Linked DNA regions of Sus scrofa: regions 2 and 3 are each linked to region 1. Evidence: chromatin contacts called from public Hi-C and HiChIP or PLAC-seq data. All regions are on one chromosome and are shown on one strand. The core of a region is the stretch at or near the end of the contact, and the rest is flanking DNA. Distances in the headings are between cores, read along the strand shown.

Region 1 (3,541 bases), core at 734-3,233:
GAACACTAAGATAGCGCTTTAGACTTGGGGGGCTAGTTTAAACAGTGAAATCACCAACAAAAGGACAAAAATGCAAAAATTATGGCACTAACAGACTGAAGAAAAGACATTTGTTTATAGCATGAGAGCTGAGATAAGAAGGCAGTGTCTCCTTGTTGAACTGCAGCTGAGAATGTTGTGTTAGTTGATTCAAGTAGCTTCACACATACCCAAGAAAGCTCACAAATGCACTGCAAGCATTGATTTGGGGGCTACAAATAAATTTTAGCATGTAGGCAAATTTGCAAATACAGTACCTGAGAATAATGAGGAATGTATACTGAAATAAAATTTTACCAAATACAAAAATTAAATCTATGATAGCATAACATATGTGATTTTTTATTTATGCATTATATAACAAGATCTAGTAGCAAATCTAGTAACTACCGTAATTTCAAAGTCATGATGCCCTTACACAATATTCTAAGATATGATAACATCTGGGACTTCTATTGACAACAAAGTCACCCTGTTAATACTACAGGGTTTGCTGATGACATTCAAAATTGAAGGACATGCTAAAATTCAGTTTGTGGTTAGAGAATATAAGGACGCAGTTGTTCTTCTCATCTAAGTTCCTGGCTCCCTCAATTCTACCCATGAACAGAAGAGACCACACAGCTACGGCATCCAGGCTCAGGTTACTTGCTTTAAATCTACAGCCCCTGAAAAGGCTACTGTCAAGTTTTTCTAAGAATAACAGAAACAACAAACAATCAGTCTGTAAATAATCTTTGCCTATGAAGATCTCAATCAAGCTGGAAGAGCTTAATTCATTTGTGACCCAAGAACAGGGTCTGGCCAGGGTAGGAAAGACAGGGAAGGAGCTCAAGCCAGTTCTGATGAAGTGAATGGCATTCAGACTCTGCCTGGGCACCAGCCCTCTGCCCAGTGAAGCAGAGGTCTGCTCTCTCCTCTTCCCAGACCTGCCTGGCATCCCTGCAACAGACAGAAACAAAAGGAAGGCTTGCAAGAAGCCAACTTCCAAGAAGCTAGCCTCCTCAAGACAGAGGTGTGCTTCTGTCAATGAACGCTTTGAGGATGTACCATGAGTCAGGTTTCTTAAGTACTACACATAGATTAGTTTACTGAACCTTCCCTCAAATCCCATTCAGTAGATACCTCTACCTTCCAGATAAGGAAAGTGAGACTTAAGAGAGGTTAAGGAAGCTTCCCCAAGGTCAGTCTGACAGTAGCAGATGGATACAAGCTGTAGTATAGGCTACCAAACTACATTACCTCCTGCATAAGTTTCTTATAATTTCAGAGCTAAGAGGACCCCCAAATCCTCCTTTGCCAACTTCTTTAGAGAATTTTTTCCCATTTCCCGGGCAGAATTCATTGCTCCCTCCTCAGTGTTTCCAAAGACCATTCATTATAGGCCTCTAGTCAATTACTCAGGCAGGTCAGTAATCCACAATATTACATGGCAATTGAAGTAAAGACAACCCAGCCTGCGCTAGTGCCTTCCCGTGATGGGAAGCTCGTTACCTCAGAAGACAGCGTGGCACACTACTGGGAAACTTCAGTTAGAGTCTTCTGTCTACGGGCACCGAGACCTACCGCAGAGAAACCAGCCCTAACCTCGAGGCTGCACAGAACATCCTCGGGAAGCAAGATGAGACAACCTACCCTCTCCCCTCAGGCCCCGCACACCGAGAGGCAGCCAGCGTAAATGGAGTGAGGGAAGCCATCCTCGGGCCCCACGGCTTGGAGTATCGGAACAAACCCTCTTAGAGGCAGCCTACCCTCGTTAACCCCCACTTCAGCCCGGCCGCCAGCGGCACCGAAGACTGCGGTCCTTAACGGCTGTACCAACCAACTCACCTCACTGCCCGGCTGCACAGCCCCTCAGCTCTTCCGAGGACCGGCTCCGCGCGACCTCGGCGCGCGGCAATGAGCTCACGAAGGGGCGGGACATCACTTAGGTCCCAGGGCGCAGGCGCACCCCGCAGCGCCCCCTGCCGTCTCTGTGCCGCGTGCGGCGCGGAAAAGGAGGGGGATAGGCGAGGAGAGGCCACGCCCAGTCACGCTAGTTTCCCCCAGGGGTGGGGCCCCTGGGAACCTGCTTCCGGAAGTACGGATTTAGGTTTCAGCGGCTGCTGGCTGGGCGGTTTCAGCTTTATTTCTACCCTGAGACCGGCTCAGATCCAGCATTGCTGTGCCTGTGGGGTAGGCCAGCAGCTTTGGCTCTTATTAGATCCCTAGCCTGGGAACCTCCATATGCCACAGGTGCGGCCCTAAAAAAAAAACACACAAAAGTATTTTCAAACAATCTTACTTTAAGAATGGTGAAATTTTGGCTATCAAAGTGTTCACAACTATATAATAATGTGAATTTTAATCTACGTGATTTGGGCTTATGTGGTTTTTTTTCCTTTTTCTGTACATTAGCTGTAAATATACCACTTTTAGATTATTCTGAGAGCACACTGATTACTTTTATGCCTTTTACCTGTTGTCAGAATACCAAAGCTTTTGCCCTTCGGTTTGCTTGCTTCCAAATCTGCTACTATTATTTTCCAATATTAGTTTAATTCTTGTCGGCCATTATATTTGTTCTGAATAAAAATTCAATTCATCAGAGTGGGTTAAGAACCTGACATAGTCTCTGTGAGGATTTGGGTTTGATCCCTGGCCCCTCTCAGGGGGTTGGGGATCCTGCATTGCCACAAGCTGTGACATCGATCACAGATGCGGCTCAGACTCAGTGTTGCTATGGCTGGCATAGGTTTTCAGCAACAGCTCCAACTCCACCCCTGCCCTGGGAACTTCCATATGCCACAGCTGTGAACGTAAAAAAGAAAAAACAATTTAATTAATCATCTCTCTAAAACGAATAGAATAGATTAAGAAAAAATAGAAGATGTGAGAGTGTATCATGCATTTAAAGAGTTATGTTTTATAAAGCTTGTTTTACATAGGCGGATAATGGATCACAAAGGAAAATGTATTTCCAACATCTTGGCTGTGGCCAAGAAGTTTGAAAACTATTGCAACAAAGACTTTATAAAGACTTTCCAGATATAATTCTGTAGTTGTGATAGGAACTCCAAATCATTAATTCGAAAAAGATAAATTCTGCACCTGCTTTCACTTCTCCCTCATCCCTAGAACGCCAGGCACGTGAGGTCATTGGCCATAATATCGGGACTGTCAAGCAAGGATAACTGGCCATTTTTTGGGCTGTGAACATCTTTGGCATCTCATGAAGTCTCAGCATCCCATCTCAGCATGTTTGTTTTTTTTGTTTGTTTTTTCATTTTAAGGCCTCACCTATGGCATATGGAGATTCCTAGGCTAGGGGTTGAATTGGAGCTGCAGCTGCTGGCCTACATCACAGCCACAGCAACATGGGATCCAAGCCATGTCCATGACCTACACTACAGCTCACAGCAATGCCGGATCCTTAACCCACTGAGCAATGCCAGGGATTGAACCTGATTCCTTATGGATGATAGTTGGGCTCGTTACCTCTGAGCCACGATGGGAACTTCCC
Region 2 (3,541 bases), core at 482-2,981, 170 kb after region 1:
CCAGTGGGAGTCAGATTTTGGTTACAGATAATCCTTTTAATCACAGTTGGTCTTTGACAATATAAAGGAATGATACATTAAGAAACCTGCCCTGGGGCTATTAAAAAAACAACCTGCAACTTGGAAATTAGAAAGTGAAGCAGCTAAGAACCATATCAAAGGGAGCAAAGAGGAGAGAGATTCCTTCAGCAGGTGGTTAATAAGAGGTTTGGGAAACATTCAAGTTAATTAGTCAAGGTGACTGTAAATAACTGGAGTGTGCTATTTCCTGACCAGGAGGTAGGCACCCTGAGAGAGGGAGATGTGCCTGGACAAAAACAGACTTAAACTGGAGTTCCCATGTGGCTTAGCGAGTCGTATGGACCCAGCACAGTGTCCATGAGGATGCAAATTGGATCCCTGGCCTTGGTCAGTGAGTTAAGGATCCTGTGTTGCAGATGTGGCTCCATCCGGTGTTGCTGTGGTGTAGGCCTGCAGCTGCAGCACCCACTTGGCCCCTAGCCTGGGAACTTCTATATGCAGCAGGTGCGGCCCTTAAAAGAAAAAAACAGACTAAGTTGCAGGCGTGAGTGATGTCCTCCAGTAGAGAGAGTGCTCTGTATTATCAGAGAGGTTTTGTTTGCCTGTAGACATGTAACAGACTGGCCATCAGAGCCCAGTGCCCTTGACAATTAAGGTCACCAACTAGCAGGTTATTGCAATTCCTAAAGCAGCCTCTTGATAATCATGTGGTTTCTGCTCTTTCCTGCAGGAGAATCCACTAATTGATCTACCTAAATAAGGATTGTGACCCAATTATCAGTTCAATTTCTCTGTAAATGAATCACTCACCACATCAGACCTGAAACCCTCCCCCCATGCCCCGGCCCAGGGGAACCTTTTAGGGTGGCTTTCCCACTCCCTTTACAGGTAATATATTCAGTTTAATGGCTTGAGAAGAGAGTAGAAAACGTGGTACTGTGCTGAAGCTTAAACTAGCACCTGAGTGACCAGGTCTCCTTGAGGCTCTGTGCCATCTAGACTTCACTTTCCCCATCAGTACAAGGAACGTGTGGACCTGTCCGATGAATAAGACAATTTGATGTCCTAACATTCTTGTAACCTGGGAGAGCTAGGTCCTGTGCAGAACGCTGCCAGGCCCAACTCCCAGGTCCTCTGCGCAGAACCCTTACACTTCCAGGGGACTGAATGGGTTTGGGCCATGCTTGCAAAGCCTCTGGGATACGTGTTTCCAGCAGGAAGGGGAGGGAGGGCTAGGAAAGAAAAACGAGGATGTGAATTCTACCCACACACCTGGAAATCTAAGAGAAGCAGTCCACGAAGCCTCCACAGCTACGTGGACCGGGAAGAACTGCGAGGTGCCACTCAAGAGCTGAAAGCCTGCTAAAGCCTGCCAAGGGGTGGGGCGGAATCTCGAACAACCAATCAGAAACCAGAAGTCCAGTTTTATAGAGAAGTAGCAGGGTTCTGACTGGAGTGACCACCGAGAGAAGGCGGGTCAGGATTGCAGAAAGCCCATCAGAAGCCCAGTCTCAGAATTTCTGTTCGCAGCTTCCTAGGCAGGCCAGGGGCAGGGCGGGTTGGGTAGGCCTGGTAGAGCTTAGTCTTTCCAGGAGTCTGTGCTGATTGGCGGCAGGGGGTATCCAGGAGCCAATCAGAAGTCAGGACTCGCGGGCTCGGAGGAGGGGCTGACCGAGGGGCGGCTGGTACGGCGCGACCTCCCAGCCAGAGCGCGAGACAGCAGCCAGGGTCGAGGCTACCGGAGAACGGATCCACCTGAGGACCTCGGGTCGTTGCGGGTGAGCCGGGTGGGGAAAGGAGACGCGAACCCCCCCTCCGGGGGGGGCAACCCGGAGAGCAGGGAGGCTCGCTACAAGTCTGGGGCCAGGAGTCGTGAGCCTTGGGGTCTTCCAGTCCCTGCTTCTCCTCAGACATTCTGCGTGCGTGATGCGCCAGTCAGTCACCTCTCTGGACCGCACCCGTAATCCAAAGACTGGCCTGAGATCCCAGAATTGAGGAGTGGCACCCAAGAAGCCATCTGGTCCAACCCTGCCGAGACCTGTGTGGAGACCCTGGCAGAGGGCAGGTGTGGCGCCTGGCACTTGCGGCCAGGTGTCTGGTGCGAACAATTTCTTAGGGCTCCACTGGACCTCACTAACATAATAACGCTCTGCACCTGACTTGCGCCCTCCCCCTCCCTTATTTTCCTGCCTCTTGGATCAGCAACCCCTCTGCAGCACACTAGCCCACCACTCTCGTCTCACCCAGCAGGAAGATACTCAGAGCACCCATTGTTAAGCTTAGGGAGAATTTACTGGATGTTGTAACATTTTGAGAGTGAGGGAGAAAGAATCAAGAATGACTCCTGTTTCTTGGCTGGTATACCTTACACAAAGTGCAGTTTAAGGTCCGGCCCCCTCGGAGTTGTAGGACAAAGGTTTTGAAATTCTGGCATAAGGCCTAGAATTGGAAAAAAATTGCTTTCAGGGTGCTTTCTCTGAAGCCAGGTCAAACACTGTTGGCAGGAAATATAGATCTGCTGCCTATAGTATTTGAGGTCCCTTGCTGGTCCCCTCCACCCGTACAAAAGACATTTGGTTAAGACAGACTTTGCTGATAACCACATTACTTTCTACGTATTTACTTTTTACAGGAACTGACTTGATCTATGCCATTCGTACCATAATTTGAAGTCCTTGTATACACAGAAAAAAGGCAAATTTAAGTTCAAAAAGAAAGATCTTTAGAAACATATAATATTAGCACTAAAAGAGATTTTTAGGGATGATCTACTCCAATTCCAACCCCCTTCTTTTTTTTTTTTTTTTTTTCTTTTTTGGCCACAAACAATTTCTCAGGGATAGAATCCAAGCCACAGCTGCAGCAACAGAGGATCCTTAACACATTGCGCCCCCAACTCCCTTTTAGAGGAGATATGAATAGTCCAAAGTTTCAGAGGCTAAGAAATAGAGCTAAAATATGTTTACTTTCTCCCAGCATAGAACTTTTATCCCTCCATTTAAAAAAAAAAAAATGGTGGTAAAATACACTTAGGCAGCACAACTTTTTATTACACCAGGCTGCCTTTTGGTGGCTAGAGCTGCCAACATTGCTTTAACTTGCTTTAGAAAATAGGGCTCTTCAAGCAGAGGCTTGACAAACCCCATTTAGGAATGTTATAGGCCTTAACTAATTGTCTCTAAGTTTCCTTCCAACTTTAAAGATTTATAATTAATATCAAACTCAGAATTATTCTGATGTCTTTAATGGTTTATAAGTGTTGAAAACTTACCCCAGGATTTCATCTTGGATTTAAAGCATTAGTTCAAATTACATTCTGAATATGGGCCATACACCTGTTTATAAATCTCTAGAAGGAATGTTAAAACCCCATCCCATGTAAAGTCTTAAGCCCAAATACAATGTGGCAGGATGTATTGGTTCCCAGAAGTTTCAGGTGCAAAGATTATCTTAAACTCCATTTAGGCTTTGTCACAATGCCTTTAGTGAACAAAATCTGGATGACTTAATTTGCACAATT
Region 3 (3,541 bases), core at 563-3,062, 140 kb before region 1:
ACTTCAGGGAGGGGCTGCCAGAGCCTGATGAGAGGAAAGCCCCAGGAGAAGAGACCAAGGAGATCCTTCTGTCCTGACAAAGCCACAGACTTAGCTGTGCTTTATTATTTTATCTTATGAAAGCCACTGGCATCACTTCTGCACCTAATTCACCACCTTTCTGGGTGGATGGGTAGCTCCTCTCTGGATGGACCCTTTTCCAGGGTGAGGAGGGGAGAGACTCGGTCTAAGTCACCCGGGTACCCAACTACCCTAGTACCCAAAGATCAGCAGAGCTTTAGGACTGTGTGTGGTTGCTGAGGAGAGGATGAGGAGGAAGGGGAGTAGGTATGTTAGTTCCTCAGAGAGGTCTTCTCTGCCCTCTGTGTTAGATTTGAATAGGTTCTCTGATTTTACCTTCTCATGACTCCTTGCATTCTTGCTTCTTGACACTTAGCACAGTTTTAAATTCCACGTTTGTGCAATACCGGATTGGTACCTTTCTATCCCACTAGTGTGTACGCACCAGCACTTAGAATGCAGTGGGGAGGAGAACGGGCCCTCCCAGAACAAAGGGAAAGCAACATGCAACACCAGCATCTGTGCCGCCTGCGCAGTTCTGCAACAGCGCAGCATAACCTGTATCGATGAGCGGAGGCGTATCTATAACTGTACACTCAGAAATTACAGAAGGCATGTTACCTTATGAGGGGGACAAAGGGACCAAAGTGTAAAAGAAAAAAATAATGGAGGGTATAGGGGCTCAGCCTTTGGATATGAATCCACTGAGCCAGTGCCAGCACGAATAAAAACGCTGCTTCCCGGCAAAAGGGCCTCTGTGTTCTGTCTCCCTGTATGTAAGTCCTGCAACAAGAAGAGTGCCTGGTACCTAGCTGGCACTCAAAAATATTTGTAGAGCTGTAAAGGCAGAAAGCAGATCAATAATTGCAGGGAGCTGGCACTGACTGCAAATGGACACAGGGAACATTTCTATAAGTTCAAAAACTGGATTGTGGTGATGGTTATCCCACGGTTTACATTTACTAAAAATCATTGAACTTAGAGTAAATTTTATGGCACATAAGTTATGCCTCAATAAAAGCTGTTAAGGAGTTTTCGTGTGGTGCAGCAGAGAGAATCCGACTAGGAACCACGAGGTTTCACGTTCAATCTCTGGCCTTGCTCAGTGGGTTAAGGATCCTGCGTTGCTGTGAGCTGTGGTGTAGGTCGAAGAGGCAGCTCGGATCTGTCGTTGCTGTGGCTGTGGCCTAGGCCGGCAGCTGTAGCTCCAATTAGACCCTTAGCCTGGGAACCTCTGTATCCCGCCTTTGAGGCCGTGAAAAAAAAAAAAAAAAAAAAAAGCCGTTAAAAAATAAACCGGATTGTAGTGATGGTTGTGCAACTGTTTACAGTTACTAAAAATCATCGCACTTTGATGCTTATGGTATGTAAGTTATACCTCAATGAAGCTGTTAAAAAATAAATACTTGTGGACCGAGTACATGATCTATCTCCCTCCCTGAGATTGTAAAGTCTATGAGAGAAGTTAATTCCTCAAATCTAGAAGACCGACTGGCATCTAGTGGGCGCGGAACAAACACCCCCCCTAAACAGTGAAATCGATGAATGAAGGAGTGGAAGGACTCCTACCGGAGATCCCGGCGAGTAGTTTCCGGGTCGCGGCTCCGGCCTGTGCTCCGGATGTCGGCGCGAGGCGAGCCCGACGATTGGCCAGCGGAGCCGGCGAGGTCCGAGGGGACCGGGAGCAAGTTCGGAGAATCCCGTAGGCGGGCCGGGGCTGGGCTTCCAGGGGGGGTGGGGCCTAGGGGGCGGGGCCAGGCGGGCGGGCGGGCGGGGCGCAGGCTGTGCGGCTGCGTACTATTGCCGCCGCCGTCGCCGCGGTCAGAGGGAGCGCGATGGCTGGGCCAGCGTGGATCTCCAAGGTGAGCGGGGGGGCAGGCCGGCTTGTGGCCCACGGGCTGGCGGCGTGCTGGGCGGGGGCAGGCGCGCAGGCCTGGACCGGGAGGCGGCGGCGCTCGGCTGGTTGGGAACAGTTACGGAACCTGACCTGGCCACCTGTGTGCCTGGCCGCGTGCAGTGTGTAGGCAGCCCTGTTCCCGGAAGGTCAAGCCTGAGGCGGGGACAGCAGCAAGGTCAAGGCCGGGGGCCCTGGCCCTGCTCCCGGCGATACTCGGGTGCCGCCGTCCGCATCTACCCGGGCAGAAGGCCAGGCCTTGCGCGGAATCTGGGAAGGTCATCGCAGCCGCCGCCCCGGCTCCGCCATCCTGGCCGCTTCCGAGGCTGCGGCCCTGCAGTCTTTTGATCGCTTGGAGTCCCCCGCAACACGGCTAGGGCCTTCCACTCGTGTCTGCTCCAGCCCTGGTCGCGTAACCTCCCTGGCCCGAGGGCACGTGCGTTAGGCTTGGGAGGTTTTCCCAGGTGAGGGAATCCTGAGGTCGTTTTCTTGCCAGACTTTTTTCTCCCTTGGAGCTCTTCCCAGTGAGCTCTTGTAGCTCTTTCCCCGTCAAAGGACACAGGGCATCTTGCACCTTGGAATTGCTGTCTCAACACTTGGGAGAGGGAGACCCGCAGCGCTTTCCTCTCACCTTTCATTAGCGAGAATCCTACGATCTGGAGAGCTTTAGCTCCCCTTGGCAGCTCGGATGCCCGAGCTGGAAAGGGTTTCAGAGCATCGCTGCAATTCATTGGTTCCTCAGTGGAACTAACCGTGCCTGAAAACTCAATTGCTCAAGGTCACACAGGAAGTAGGTATCAGAACAGGTGTCTCTGCGTTCCTAGGTCTAAGTCCCATTCTGCCTGCTCTGTGACCAAGGTCACACACTGACAGGCAGAGAGAAGAATGGGCCCTCGAGCCTCCTGTTGCTCTTAAAGAATGAACCCCTAGGAACCTACCTAAGCAATTTAGTTTTTTTCTATAAAATTTGATACTTTATTCCTCCTTTGAGTTTAAGGCGAAGTCCACATATATATTATTTAGTGAAAAGAGCTCTGCACTGGAATTTAGGAGTCTTAGATTTAAATCCTGGCAGTGCCACTAATTGGCTTTGTGACCCTGAGCAAATTACTTAACATTTCTGAGCCTTAATAAGCCCTTCTGTGAAATATCTATACTTGTTTCATAGAGCTTTTTGAGGATTGGTTCAAATAATGTGAAAGAAACATGCAGAAGGAATTCAAAAATACATATCTTACAGTCTTTAAGCAGACAATTGGGTATCAGTAGTTTTTTTTTATTTCTTTAACTTCTTTTTGTCTTTTGTCTTTTTAGGGCTGCTCCCCTGGCATATGGAGGTTCCCAGGCTAGGGGTCTAATCAGAACTGGAACTGCCAGCCTAAACCACAGCCCCAGCAACATCAGATCTGAGCTACATCTGCGAACTACACCACAGCTCACAGCAATACCGAATCCTTAACCCACTGAGTGAGGCCAAGGATCAAACCCACAACCTCATGGTTCCTAGTTGGATTTGTTTCCGCTGCTCCATGGACGGGAACTCCTCAGTAGTTGTTTTTCCCCCCCGCCCCCCAGTAACTGGGTTCT

What was found. Hi-C and Micro-C count contacts between places; a contact is called where the count stands out from the background. HiChIP or PLAC-seq counts read pairs in DNA pulled down with a chosen protein or histone mark.
Region 2: a contact with region 1 is called in an H3K27ac HiChIP or PLAC-seq map of alveolar macrophages. The contact joins the promoter of HYKK here to the promoter of WDR61 in region 1. A contact is called at or near these places in 2 of 5 promoter capture datasets (fetal skeletal muscle and liver) and 1 of 2 datasets of contacts at active chromatin or transcription factors (alveolar macrophages).
Region 3: a contact with region 1 is called in a Hi-C map of liver, with 5 times the contacts expected there. The contact joins the promoter of IDH3A here to the promoter of WDR61 in region 1. A contact is called at or near these places in 1 of 5 promoter capture datasets (liver), 3 of 47 Hi-C or Micro-C datasets (embryonic fibroblasts, epiblast stem cells and liver) and 1 of 2 datasets of contacts at active chromatin or transcription factors (alveolar macrophages).

The regions. Positions count from the first base shown.
Region 1 is chr7:47,639,545-47,643,085 of Sscrofa11.1, reverse strand. WDR61 (WD repeat-containing protein 61) reads right to left here and starts at 1,983. Exons shown (of 9, transcript XM_013988982.2): 1 at 1,870-1,983.
Region 2 is chr7:47,472,835-47,476,375 of Sscrofa11.1, reverse strand. It overlaps HYKK (hydroxylysine kinase), which reads left to right and starts at 1,731. Exons shown (of 6, transcript NM_001243547.1): 1 at 1,731-1,799.
Region 3 is chr7:47,777,219-47,780,759 of Sscrofa11.1, reverse strand. It overlaps IDH3A (isocitrate dehydrogenase [NAD] subunit alpha, mitochondrial), which reads left to right and starts at 1,812. Exons shown (of 11, transcript XM_001927338.5): 1 at 1,812-1,922. The coding sequence starts at 1,896.